Linked DNA regions of Zea mays: all the other regions are linked to region 3. The links are chromatin contacts, called in public Hi-C maps. All regions are on one chromosome and are shown on one strand. The core of a region is the stretch at or near the end of the contact, and the rest is flanking DNA. Distances in the headings are between cores, read along the strand shown.

Region 1 (4,194 bases), core at 883-3,382, 160 kb after region 3:
TGGATGATAAAGAGAATGCACGATCATACATCTATCAACAATCATCGCTCATATTTGATACTAAAGATTAAAGATAGTTGATGGCTTCTCTCCTTAGATATATCACGATCCTACATCTATGGAAAACGATAGGTCCTAAACCCACCAAGAACGACCAACATAGCGTGATTTTATCACGAGCAAAATATAGCACGATGTTCTCTATCTCATACACAACTATAGTGCAATAAAGAACAACAGGGTTATGACAACAAAATCTTATATATATATATATATATATATATATATATATATATATATATATATATATATATATATATATATATATATATATATATATATATATATATATATATATATATATATATATATATATATATATATATATATACTGTCGACCACTCCGAAGATGTCCAAATACTGACAATTTCGAAACATCATATTGTACATGCTTTTAAATTAAATTATTTTATACTACCATATTTTGTTTAAATACTAGTACTTATTACAAGAAAAATATTCAATCTAATTAACTTAAAAGATTAATCATTCAATATTTCATTGTAATTATCTTTACCAAATTAATATACTAAAAATACATGCCGATTACTAAATTAATCAAAGAATAATTGATAGTTAATAGATTAATAAATATAAATTTCTTGGACAACCGATAGAAATTAGAAGTCACAGTGAACTTGGACAGAGGTAACATAGAAGGGCGGAGGCGAGGATCGCAAGGGCAACATGGCTTGTCTGGGTGGGACAATATGGGGACATCACGATGTGGTGACACGATACCGTACAAGTAGAGTGAGAGGAGGAAGAAAGAGGGAGGCCCGATCAAACGGTGTAAACACTTAATTTTCATCTACTGTTTGACACTATTATATTTGGTCTGGTTTCTGATAGTTGATGAAAATTACTAATTGTTATCTTTTTACCGATAAAATTAGATAATTTTCATCAACTGTGTTATGACCGATGAAAATTATTCATTTTTACTAGGTAAGCCAAAAGTACACCAAAATTGTTTAACTATGAAAGTATTTCAATTTTCTATTATGATAATAGTGGGCTAGTTAGTTTTTATGGCCCTTGTAATAAAAATCACATGATTTCCGGATTTTCGGCATCAGACAAAACAATGTTAGACCAAGGAGTATAGTAGTACGAATCATTTGGGTGTTGTCGGGACTGTGACCCTACTATACATTCGTAGCGATGCTTTTTTGTCGCAAACAAAAAGGGAAATTCATAGGAATAAATATTTAGAAGGTAAAAAATACCTCGAAATTGTTTTTATAAACTGATCAAAGAGAAAGTGGACGTAAAACTAGAAAAATAAAATATATGATAATCCTTATCCTTTTTAAAGCACCAATTTCTTACGTCACATACAAAACGCGTAAATATATCCTTGTCTCCCACTTCTTGTCCAACAATGGGCCTTATATATTGTTACTAGGGGCGGACCTAGTGGGTGGTTTATGTGGCCCACGGCACACTCTAAGATCATATAAGATTAGTTAGCATAGTGATGTAAATACTATCTTTTGAACTTGACAGTCAAGGTTCGAGTTTTATTGATCTTTGTTTTTTTTGTTTCTTTTTTTATATTTTTTCGGCACACCCTAAGCGTAGCAGCTTGGTCCGCTACTGATTGTTACACAACATATGTGTTATGATAAATCACTCAAACATAATACGACAAAAAGCCACACATAACTCAGGACTCTCATATGTATCACCTCGTTAGCTGAAGGACAATAAGCGATCGAGCAAGCTATAAAAAAACAGATTAGACTCTTTTTGAACTCATAAACTTTGTTGGCCTTTTAGATAAAATAAAATATAATATTTGTTTTTATCACTCTAATATTTAATATATGAATTATATGTTTACTTTAATATTAAATTTATTTTTATAGGTATTAAATATAATTGTGCGTCGTCACATTATACGGACGCAAATCCAAGCTAGGACGTCCATGAGACCAATAGACCATGACCATGGCCCAGAACTCCAGAAGCATGGTACCAGGCACTCAGGCGGCTGACTCGGCGAGCTCGTTACCCCGCACGACCGCAGCCATCATTTAAAAAACTCCCCCGTCCGCCCGGTTCCCCCGCCGCGTTTATTAACCGCCTCCCCTCGTCGCTTCCCTCCGCGCCCACCACTACCACCACCACGGGGCGGCGGCCAGATTGGCCGGCGAGAAACGGAAAAAAGAAATCAGCCACGAGAGCGAAGACTAAACAAGTCGGGCGGAGGGCGTCGCCAGTTGCGCAATTCTTTTCGCTGCGCACATGGCCCATCCGCCCCCGCGGGCTCGATTCCTTGCACCAGCTGCCCAGCCTGCCCCTCCGCCACCCCGCGCAAATTTTATACTATTCTCGTCACATGGACGCTGCGCCCCCGCCCCGCTCGCGGCCATTAGATCCTCCTCTGCAAACTCCACCCTCTTCCTCCGGCCCTCGCCTCTGCTCCTGCTCTGCTCCCCGTCGCATTGACCCGCACCTGCTTCCTGTGCTCGCGTGCAGCTCAGCTCAGTTCTGCTCCGTCCGTCCAGGCCGTGACGACTCGTCTGGGATGGCGTCTCCCCGAGCTGCGCCTTGTTCTTCCAGGTGGGCGATCCTTGCTTGCGTGCCGCGAGGTTTATTGATCGGGAGTGCTGGCCGGCCGGCCAGGCATTTTGTTGGATGGGTGGCGGGCGTAGTGCTATTCAGTCCAGCTGTTCCGTTTTGGCTGTTTTTTTATTGCTCTTTCGTGCGTACCAACTTTGCTCGGCCGTCGCGCGGTGAGAGATTTGATCTTGAGCTCTCCAGGATCACTTGATCTTTTTTCGGCATTTCGTCGAATGGGTAGATCGTCTAGCCCATCAGACCAGGGGATCCTACTCGGATCAGGTCTCCGACGTATGTTTTCCAGTTGGGCGTACCGTTGTTTCTTGATTTCAGTTAAGCTTGTGGTGCCTTTCTTTGGTGGCCAAGTGTTTGACTTTGTGAGCTGTATGCCGCGTAGTTGATCCGTAAAGACTAGGGTGTTATCCCCTGGAGGGTTCAGTTTAGTTGGGTATAAGTTAGTTTTGTCAGGTTTGCACCTCAGTGTTAGTGACTCATCAGTTAGTTTTGTTCGGTAATTCAGCAGTGTTTGATTTTGGCCACAGCCGGAGAACCCCAGAATCTTGGATTCGGTTGTGCACTTTTTTTTTCACCGATCCTTCCCTTGATCCAAAGATGATCCAGTATGCCTTGAGGGAATGGAAGGTTCCATCTTTATGGCTTAGAATTCCGTTAAAAGCTGAGTTTTGTGTCAGCTTTTGGTAGTGCGCTGTTATTTGTTTTCTTGAGCAAAGCTTCTACTCTGTTGAGATGTTCCATCAAAGCCAAATCCTTTTGGCATCTTGATGAACTCATATGTTGTTTGTTTGATCATTCTTAACTTTCTATTAATCATAGTCTGCTCCCCAGTCAGCCTTTCAGTTTCTGTAATCAATTAATTTGCATTGAAAAATTTATCAATCTATTTATCTATATCGTGTATATAGCGTTTCATTTGACTCCTCCATGAGGATACCATCCTTTTGTTTAATTTGGTACTGAGCTGCAAATGGAATGTATACGCAGATAAGAAGCAGCTTCCGATTATCTCTCTCTCATTGGTTAGTCAGTGAAACTGTTATGCTACGGATTATATCATTCTCAGAGAACAAGGAGCATTGAAATTTCGGCCATGGATTAATGTTATCAGCTATAATCAGCAACATCATCTGTTGGGTTCAACAGTCAACTGATGTTTGAGTAAATTTCAATGTGATCGGAAAACCGTGCTGATTATCGAGAAAGATGGGGGACGACTACCTAGCTGAACCTGAGGATGAGGTTGCACAATCAATGTGGCCCGAGAATATAGGAGACAAACACCAGAGGCAGTTCAGAATGGAAAAGTTTAGGAAGGACCAAGATGCTTTCAAGGATGTGAAGTTTGATGAAAAGCCTGTTCATGTGGACTTTCAGCGGCTTATGGAAATGGCAAATTCTGAGAAAGGTGTTTCTCAGATGCAATACTTTATGAAGCACTGGGAATATAAGAGAGCCAATGCTGCTCGACTTCTGGAGGAAGAGCTTGGCCTTCTCTGCCAACAAAGGAAAGAGATTGAACAAAATAAGCAACAAATCTTGGAGGAGCAA
Region 2 (4,030 bases), core at 748-3,247, 150 kb before region 3:
AAGGCGCGATAGCAATAGAAAGAGATGTAAGGGAAGACCCAAGTTGACATGGGAAGATGCAGTAAAGAAGACTTGAAAGGATGGAATATACCAAAGATTTAGCCTTGAATAAGAGTGCATGTAAAACAGCTATCCATGTGCCTGAACCTTAACTTGTGATTTCTATTGGGTTCCAACTCTAGCCTACCCAACTTGCTTCGGACTAAAAAGGATTTGTTGTTGTTGTTGATGATGTTGTTATAGTAAGAAATGCAGATGAAGTTGTGTTTGGGGGTAAGTGGTCCATCTACAAACATCACTCTTCTGCAACCGAACAGAGTAGTTTCCTCTACCAAAACAAGCCACATGAGAGGTGGACCAGGAGAGTTTCACAGGGTAATGGAGTGTAAGCGAATACGGATAAGATGTTAGGTGTCGCAGTAGAATAACAGGAAGACATCACCATTCACCAGGTCAGAGCTTTTGGCTTGGTGACAGTCAGCCATGCACAAAACTGACTGGAACTGGAATGGCTTTGGGTCTAGAAGCTAGCAAGATCCAGCACCTTATGTGTGTGAATGCAAATTGTATGTGAACCTAAATTCTGCTGGGAGCTAAAACATGCAGGGCCATTAGTGCCGACCCTCAGTGGCCAGGAGTATTACCACACGCTTTTATTTACACAGGAACCTAGAGAAGCTAAATGTCCTAGATATTGAATATGAAGAAAAGCGGTAACATTGTTTTACATGAAATGCTCATACATGTGTGTGTTTGTAGAACAAAGCTATGTTTAATTCAATGGGAAAAAATGGAATTCTAGCAACAAATATCTTATGTCCAAGAAACTATAATGATTTTCCAAACAGATTAATCCCTGAGCTGGTGGTACAAACAAAGTAACAAACAGCAGCTAATCCAGGATTTTAATTTCAAGTCCATGCTGAGCCAATACTCCAACATACATTTGATATATTCCAATGGTCAATTAGGTAAACAACTATAAGATTTTCTGACATTCGAATGAGCAATTAGTTAAACAACTATAAGATTTGCCAACCGTTTCAGTATATAAGTATAAAAAAAGTATGGTATAATTAGTTAAACAACTATAAGATTTGCCAACCGTTTCAGTATATAAGTATAAAAAAGTATGATATAATTTAAAACATCACATAATATCTTAAGTTCAACAATTAAGCTTGAAATTTGCATAAATTACAATATGTGTACAACCTAAGAGTTCACACACTTAGTCCACATATTTGAGAACTATTAAGCCCCTGGACACCACGTTCCCAAATCGTTGCTCTTTTGTTAATAACGAAAGAAAACTGTTACAAGCAACCATCAAATTTGTGTTATCATTGACAATTCAGTCTAATTAGTTCCATATACTGGGAATTGACAAAGTGAAACACAGCTCACATTCACGAATTCACTACCAGCAAAAGCATCACCGAGTCAAGTGCATGATTTTTTTTTTTTTGCAACTCTCTCCGAAGTCAAAATCTAAGCACCGGCATGGAATGGTAGCGCCCGATTCTGAAGTCACAATCTAGGGCACAGATTCATAATCATAACACGAAGGCCTACCCTTTCCAGCTACATTAAGGGACAAGGGCGGACCAAGTAAAGGACATGGGTGTACACATGTACACCCGACATATTTTTTTTTTTTGCAAGACAATCGAAGCTAGTAAGCATAATACACGTATACACTTGTAAGTATATCAGATCCGAGTACAGGGTTTGGGTGCACGGCTTCGCGCAGCAGGGAAGGGAAGATAAAGGGGTGCGCGTACCTGGTAGTGCTCGTCGACGGCGAAGGGACCGAAGAAGACCTGGGCACCTGCCGTAGGGCGGCAGCGACTGTCGCTCGTCGTTGCCACGATAGAAGGGGACTAGGAGAGAGAGAGCGGCGGGCCGGAGAACGGGGTTGGGGTTGGCGGCGGCTGGGGTTGTTTCTACTCTTACATTTTGGCCCAATACCTCAAACAGATAACCCAACGCTAGCAAGTAGCAAGCATGTTTCTTTCTTTTTCTCTTCCTTTTCTCATTGACGGGAGTAAAAAATTTGTACTAAACATATATACACAACAACAAACATTAATATAATATGTAAATTCTGTGTGGCAAACATTATCAATATTGTAAAACAACTTTATGTATTGTTATTGTTGGTCTCAGGCGAGTCGTGACTGCGTCTCCGCCTGAGGTTAGCCTCGAGCGAGTCGTGACTGCGTCTCCCACCTGAGGTCGGCCTTGGGCGAGTCGTGAATGTGTCTCCGTCCGATGTCGGCCTCGATCGAGTCGTGACTGCGTCTTCCGTCTGAGGTAGGCCTCGGGCGAGTTGTGATTGCGTCTTCCACCCGAGGTTGGCCTCGAGCGAGTCGTGACGGCATCTCCCGCCCGAGGTCGGCCTCTGGCGAGTCGTGACTGCGTCTCCCGACATGGGTAGCCCTCGTGCAAGTCGTGATTGCGTCTCCCGGCCGAGGTTGGCCTCGGGCGAGTCGTGACTGCGTCTCTCGCATTAGGCCTCGGCGAGTCGTGACTACATCTGTCGCCCGGGTCGGCCTCGGGTGAGTCGTGACTGTGTCTCCCACCCGAGGTAGGCCTCAGGCGAGTGGTTGGGGGAGACGACAGGGGGCGCGGAGCAGGGTACTCGGGGGGAATAACGACGTGGAGGCAAAGGTCATGGGGTGGGGGCGTGTGCGCAATCGAGCGCGAAGGGGAGGCAGAGGCATCCAGGTTCTGGGAGATATACTACTGGGACTTCTGCTAGGTCATCAGGTACCTCTTCTCCTGCCGCGCACCTGGACAACGGGCCGCCAAACGTGGATCCGACCTGACCCAGGCGGTGGCGACGGGGGAGCGAGGTTGTCGGGGCGAGGGAGGCGCGAAGCGGGGTTCCCGGGGTGGGGTTGGGGGAGACGACACGAAGGTGGAGGTCACGAGAGGGGAGCGAGGTTGTCAGGGGGGCGTAGAGCGGGGTTCTCAGGGGGAGTGACTTCGTGGAGGCGAAGGTCATGGGGCGAGGGGGCGCAGTTGAAAGGGAAATGTGCCCTTGGGCCATTTCTAAGTATTTTGGTGATTTAGTGTCCAACACAAGTGCCCTAGTGTAAAAAGGTGGACAAAGTACAAATCAAGGATAAAGGTATGTTTCTCAGACTTAGTACATTGTTCTATGGACTAATGTGTTGTGTCTAAGTGCTGGAAACAGGAAAAATCCAATTGGAAATGTCTTGGCTCGAGCAGCCAAGAATCTGCTGAGTCTGGGGGCACCGGACTGTCCGGTGGTGCACCGGACAGTGTCCGGTGCGCCAGGCTGGCTCGAGCGAAATGGCCGCTCTCGGGAATTCACCGGCGATGTACGGCTATAATTCACCGGACTGTCCGGTGTGCACCGGACTGTCCGGTGAGCCACCGGTCGGCCGGGCCAACGGTCGGCCGCGCGATCTGCGCGGGCCACGTGGCCGAGCCAACGGCTAGAAGGAGGCACCGGACTGTCCGGTGTGCACCGGACATGTCCGGTGTGCCAACGGCTCCAAGTCTGCCAACGGTCGGCTTCGCCATTTAAGGAAAGAAATCGGGCACCGGACAGTGTCCGGTGTGCACCGGACTGTCCGGTGCGCCAGTCGACAGAAGGAAAGATCAGCCTTCCTGGATTGCTCTCAACGGCTCCTAGCTGCCTTGGGGCTATAAAAGGGACCCCTAGGCGCATGGAGGAGTATACTAAGCATTCCTACAACATTCCTAAGCACCAAGACATCGATTTCGCACATTCTTTTCATTGTGATAGCATATAGAGCTCTAGTGGAGTTGTGAACTCATTGAGTTGTGTTGCGAGCTCTTGTTGCGACTTGTGTGCGTGTTGACACTCTGTTTCTTGTGTCTTGTGTGTGTTGCTAATCCCTCCCTTGCTCCGTGTTCTTTGTGAATTTCAAGTGTAAGGGCGAGAGGCTCCAAGTTGTGGAGATTCCTCGCAAACGGGATTGAGAAAAAGCAAGCAAAACACTGTGGTATTCAAGTGGGTCTTTGGACCGCTTGA
Region 3 (3,791 bases), core at 135-2,634:
ACTGTTTTTACTGGGTTCCTTCTGAAGAAGCCACACATGGTTTTCTTTTTGTTTCTTCTTTTACCTGTTTGAATATTCCCATTGAAACTTGTATATGTGTCTCATCTACCTTCCGGAAAAGAGGTTAAAAGAGTATATCATGTTTTATGTTAGTCTGAAAAGACGTTTCAACGTTCATTTAAACATTTAAACGTTGAAAAGTTGGTTCTTAACGTTCTACCGCTTTAATAACCATGAGAGGGAATCCGCCATTCGCATAGCTTGAACCATCATGTTTGCAGTTAGGAAGGTTGCAAAAAATGTGTTCCAATAACAAAATAAATCAAGGGCCGGTACTATACAATGTACAATTATGTTTGCCTTGGTAGTATTTGAGTTGGAAATTCGACAACGTGTTTTAGCATAATAGGTCCCATATGTAGAGTAGTGAGGAATGATAGAGTCCAACTCTCCTCAGCAACTCAGACAAAAGGAACAACTTTGCAACTTGTACTAAACCTACATAAATAACTCTGATGAGTTATAAACTGATACTGACTTGAGGCTGGGATTCAAAACTGGGTTCACAAGTCACAACCAGTTGGGACCAACGACTTACATAATCCGCTACTGCTACTGCAAATGTGAACAGATGAAACTGCAGTAATCACCTGCTAGAATTTTTATTCTGATAAGTATACTGCTAAAATTTCTCTTGCTACAAGTATATCTGACTCTATCCAAAGATCATGGAGGTAAAATCCAGTAACCCAGTTTCCACCTAATCGAGAATGATAGGCCACGAAAACAAAATTCACAGCCATAGTGAACAAGCATACTCAGATCGGCCGAGATGTTACCAGCCCCACGGTCTCCGCACCACCTAATTTCACCCCTCAAAAGCGTGCACACACAAACAGAACCGCGCACCGCAGATCCGCAAACAACGACATCGAAACAAGAAAATCTAACGGATTTGGGTAGATAATAATGGAATAGTAGACACGAACCTAGCCGGAACCGACGATGATGTTGTTGATGGGGATGAAGATGAGCTTAACGAAGAAGCCGACGAAGCCCATGACGACGAACCCGATCGCCGTCCGCGCCGCCACCTTGGTGAACTCTGCAAGCACAGATCCCAGAGAAACACCGTCAGATCTGACGGTGGTCGAACCAAAACAACTCGGATACGAACAGGGCGCGGCGGAAGGAGGGATCCTGGCAGGTACCCTTGCGGTCGGGCTTGTGGCAGCGCTTGACGAGGCGGACGCTGTCCTTGGCGAAGTCGCGGAGGGGATCCACCACGCTGTCGATCGCGTCCATGGCGACGGGGCGAGATCTCGAGACGAATGTGGAAGGAAGCTGATGAGAGGATGCGGTTTTGCGTTTGGGAAATTTGCTTGTCTCTCCTGATGGGTGGCCCCTTTATTATACAGTGTACATCACAGAGCCACGTCATTCCACAAATCACAACGTTGCTTTTTTCAAGATTTTTGTCACCGTTTTTTGCGTTTGGTTGCAATGACAGGACGGGATAGGATGGGACGATCCCTAAAATTAGATTGTTTGGTTCTGGGACAAGGATTGGGACAGGACTATCCAGTGTTGTCCTCTGTTGTCCCTTAAAATTAGAGGGACAGGAGAGGACGACAGGGGATGTCCCTGTCCTGGCTGTCCCACAACCAAACAGATTAGATCGTCTCTAGTGCTGCCCTGCTGGGATGTACGCCGTATGACAGTTAGGCTATCTCCACAGTACAAAATTCTCTTCAAACTTTTCTCTATAAATAATGTCATCTATAGTTCAACATCCTCTAATCTTCAAACTCTATTGTAGACAGTCATTATTTCCTACCAAATCAATTTGACAATCCTCAATTTCTTCAATTGCCACAGTATCGACAACATAAACATAAACGGATATACAGTTTTATAGTGTGCTACTATAAGAATTCCCACAGTTGACATTATCTCTACTACTTATTAAGACGGCAAGGGTAGCCTGTCGTTCTGCCATTATACAATCTCAACCGTCCGATATATCGTTCGGCAATCTCAACCATTCGATTCGCCCACCACCACACGCCCTGATCCGCCTCGTGAAGCCAAAAGCCCCATCCACTGCGCCTGCGATCCCCATCCGTTCCGCCTCTTCTGCCTCCGTTCCGCCTCTTCTGCCTCCCCCGCATGCTGCGCCAAGCATGCTCCGCGCATGTTGGGGCGCGCCCATCTGCATCCGCAACCCCACCGCGTTCGCATGTCGGGACAGGTCCGATGGCGGACCGCTCGCTACGGCTCAAATCACTTCGCAAAGCAGACAGGATCGGGTAGCTGAGGTCATTGCGAGCGCCGTCTAGGGTTTCTTACCACTGTCGCCGCCCATCCGAAGCAAATGTCGCCCGAAGTAGCTATGGTGCCACCCATCCGCCCGCCGCTGCTATGAGAACATCTGGGTTGTCGGTCGCCGGTTCCCCGTGCAACATGCCCCTTCCCCCTCCGTCTAGGGACCTAGGGTCCTTGAACGTGAGGAGGGCGCGGACGAGGGGGCGGGAGCGGCCACCTCTGGTGGGGGCGGAGCTCATACTTATCTCCAACAATGCGGGGGACGCTACCAAGGGCGAGGAGTCGGCGTCGCACTTGGAAGGGGAGCTCGTGGCGGGGGTCGCCACCACCGTGGCATGCTGCACTTCGGTCAACGCCCCGCCCCTGGCACCGTCCGCTACGGCCCGCCCCTAGCACGAGCCCCAATGACGGTGCTTCACCACCGTGGACCAACCGCGCCCCTAGATGCACGGCCATACCCTCACCGCCCACGTCATCTCCGCCCACGCCGTCCTCGACAAGCCCTCCACATACCACCGGTTACACCTGCATCGCCAAGTTCCTCTGCCCGAGGCGGTCACGCGGGCGGCACTACGAGGAGTGGGGACACACCAGGGCAGCGCATGCTGAAGCTCATCTACCCGAAGCGTAGTGTGGTGGTGGTGCTGCGGCGATGGGCGAAGGAGGGCCGCACAGTGCAGAACTATCAGCTCAATCACGTCGTCAGGGAGCTTCGGAAGTACAGTCGCTTGAAACACGCCATGGAGGTACACCGTACACCGCCCAACCCTTGCCATGTTTCCACCGTTGATGCTTCGAAAACTCTCCCACTCGCCACCTACTCAACGTATTACCAACCTGATTCCTGACGTGACCCCACTCGTCCCGTTCTCAATTTGGCATGTGAACAGATAGATCGGTCACACATCGTTTTCTGCTTTACAGCTATCACTTTCTAAGATTATCAGATTGGATTGCTACACTGGGAGCAATATATGGTATGACTTCATTATTTCTCTGACTACCTGATTATGTTTTAGTGGGAAAGAATGTCTTTAATTATCCAGTAAGCAGCACTTGGTTTGCCGCCAAATTCTATTGGTTCCTTGTTCTCTGCATGCACGAACAGTGAAGCATGTCAAATTGTAAGATGTTTCAGAAGCAAGCAACTCAAGGTTAAATGATTAGCTCGGCTAAAGTGTTTGCCTTGTGTGCAAGGAGGTGCTATTTTTAGTGATCTCATCATCTAACCTTTGTGAGAGCACCTAGAGGGGGGGAGGGGTGAATAGGTGATCCTGTAAAACTTGAAACTTAATACCACAAAACTTGATTAGGAGTTAGCACAAGAATGCCACGTGACAAGAGAAGAGTCTTTGCAAGACACGATAACCACAAGAAGATCAATCACAGATAGACACAGTGGTTTATCCCGTGGTTCGGCCAAGTTCAACATTTGCCTAGTCCACGTTGTGGCGTCCCAACGGACG

The links. A called contact is a pair of places that touch in the nucleus more often than the background predicts.
Region 1: a Hi-C map of ear shows a contact between it and region 3, with 2.7 times the contacts expected there. The contact joins the promoter of LOC103638868 here to the promoter of LOC100282298 in region 3. A contact is called at or near these places in 7 of 25 Hi-C or Micro-C datasets (ear, endosperm, leaf and 2 more).
Region 2: a contact with region 3 is called in a Hi-C map of leaf, with 5 times the contacts expected there. The contact joins the promoter of LOC100193655 here to the promoter of LOC100282298 in region 3. A contact is called at or near these places in 2 of 25 Hi-C or Micro-C datasets (leaf and tassel).

Annotation. Positions count from the first base shown.
Region 1 is chr9:113,017,874-113,022,067 of Zm-B73-REFERENCE-NAM-5.0, reverse strand. It overlaps LOC103638868 (probable histidine kinase 1), which reads left to right and starts at 2,132. Exons shown (of 13, transcript XM_020544106.1): 1 at 2,132-2,628; 2 at 3,631-4,194. The coding sequence starts at 3,850.
Region 2 is chr9:113,321,944-113,325,973 of Zm-B73-REFERENCE-NAM-5.0, reverse strand. It overlaps LOC100193655, which reads right to left and starts at 1,997. Exons shown (of 2, transcript NM_001138749.1): 1 at 1,785-1,997.
Region 3 is chr9:113,173,451-113,177,241 of Zm-B73-REFERENCE-NAM-5.0, reverse strand. LOC100282298 (protein transport protein SEC61 gamma subunit) reads right to left here and starts at 1,384. Exons shown (of 3, transcript NM_001291547.1): 1 at 1,212-1,384; 2 at 990-1,105. The coding sequence starts at 1,305. The coding sequence ends at 990. It also overlaps the pseudogene LOC103638870.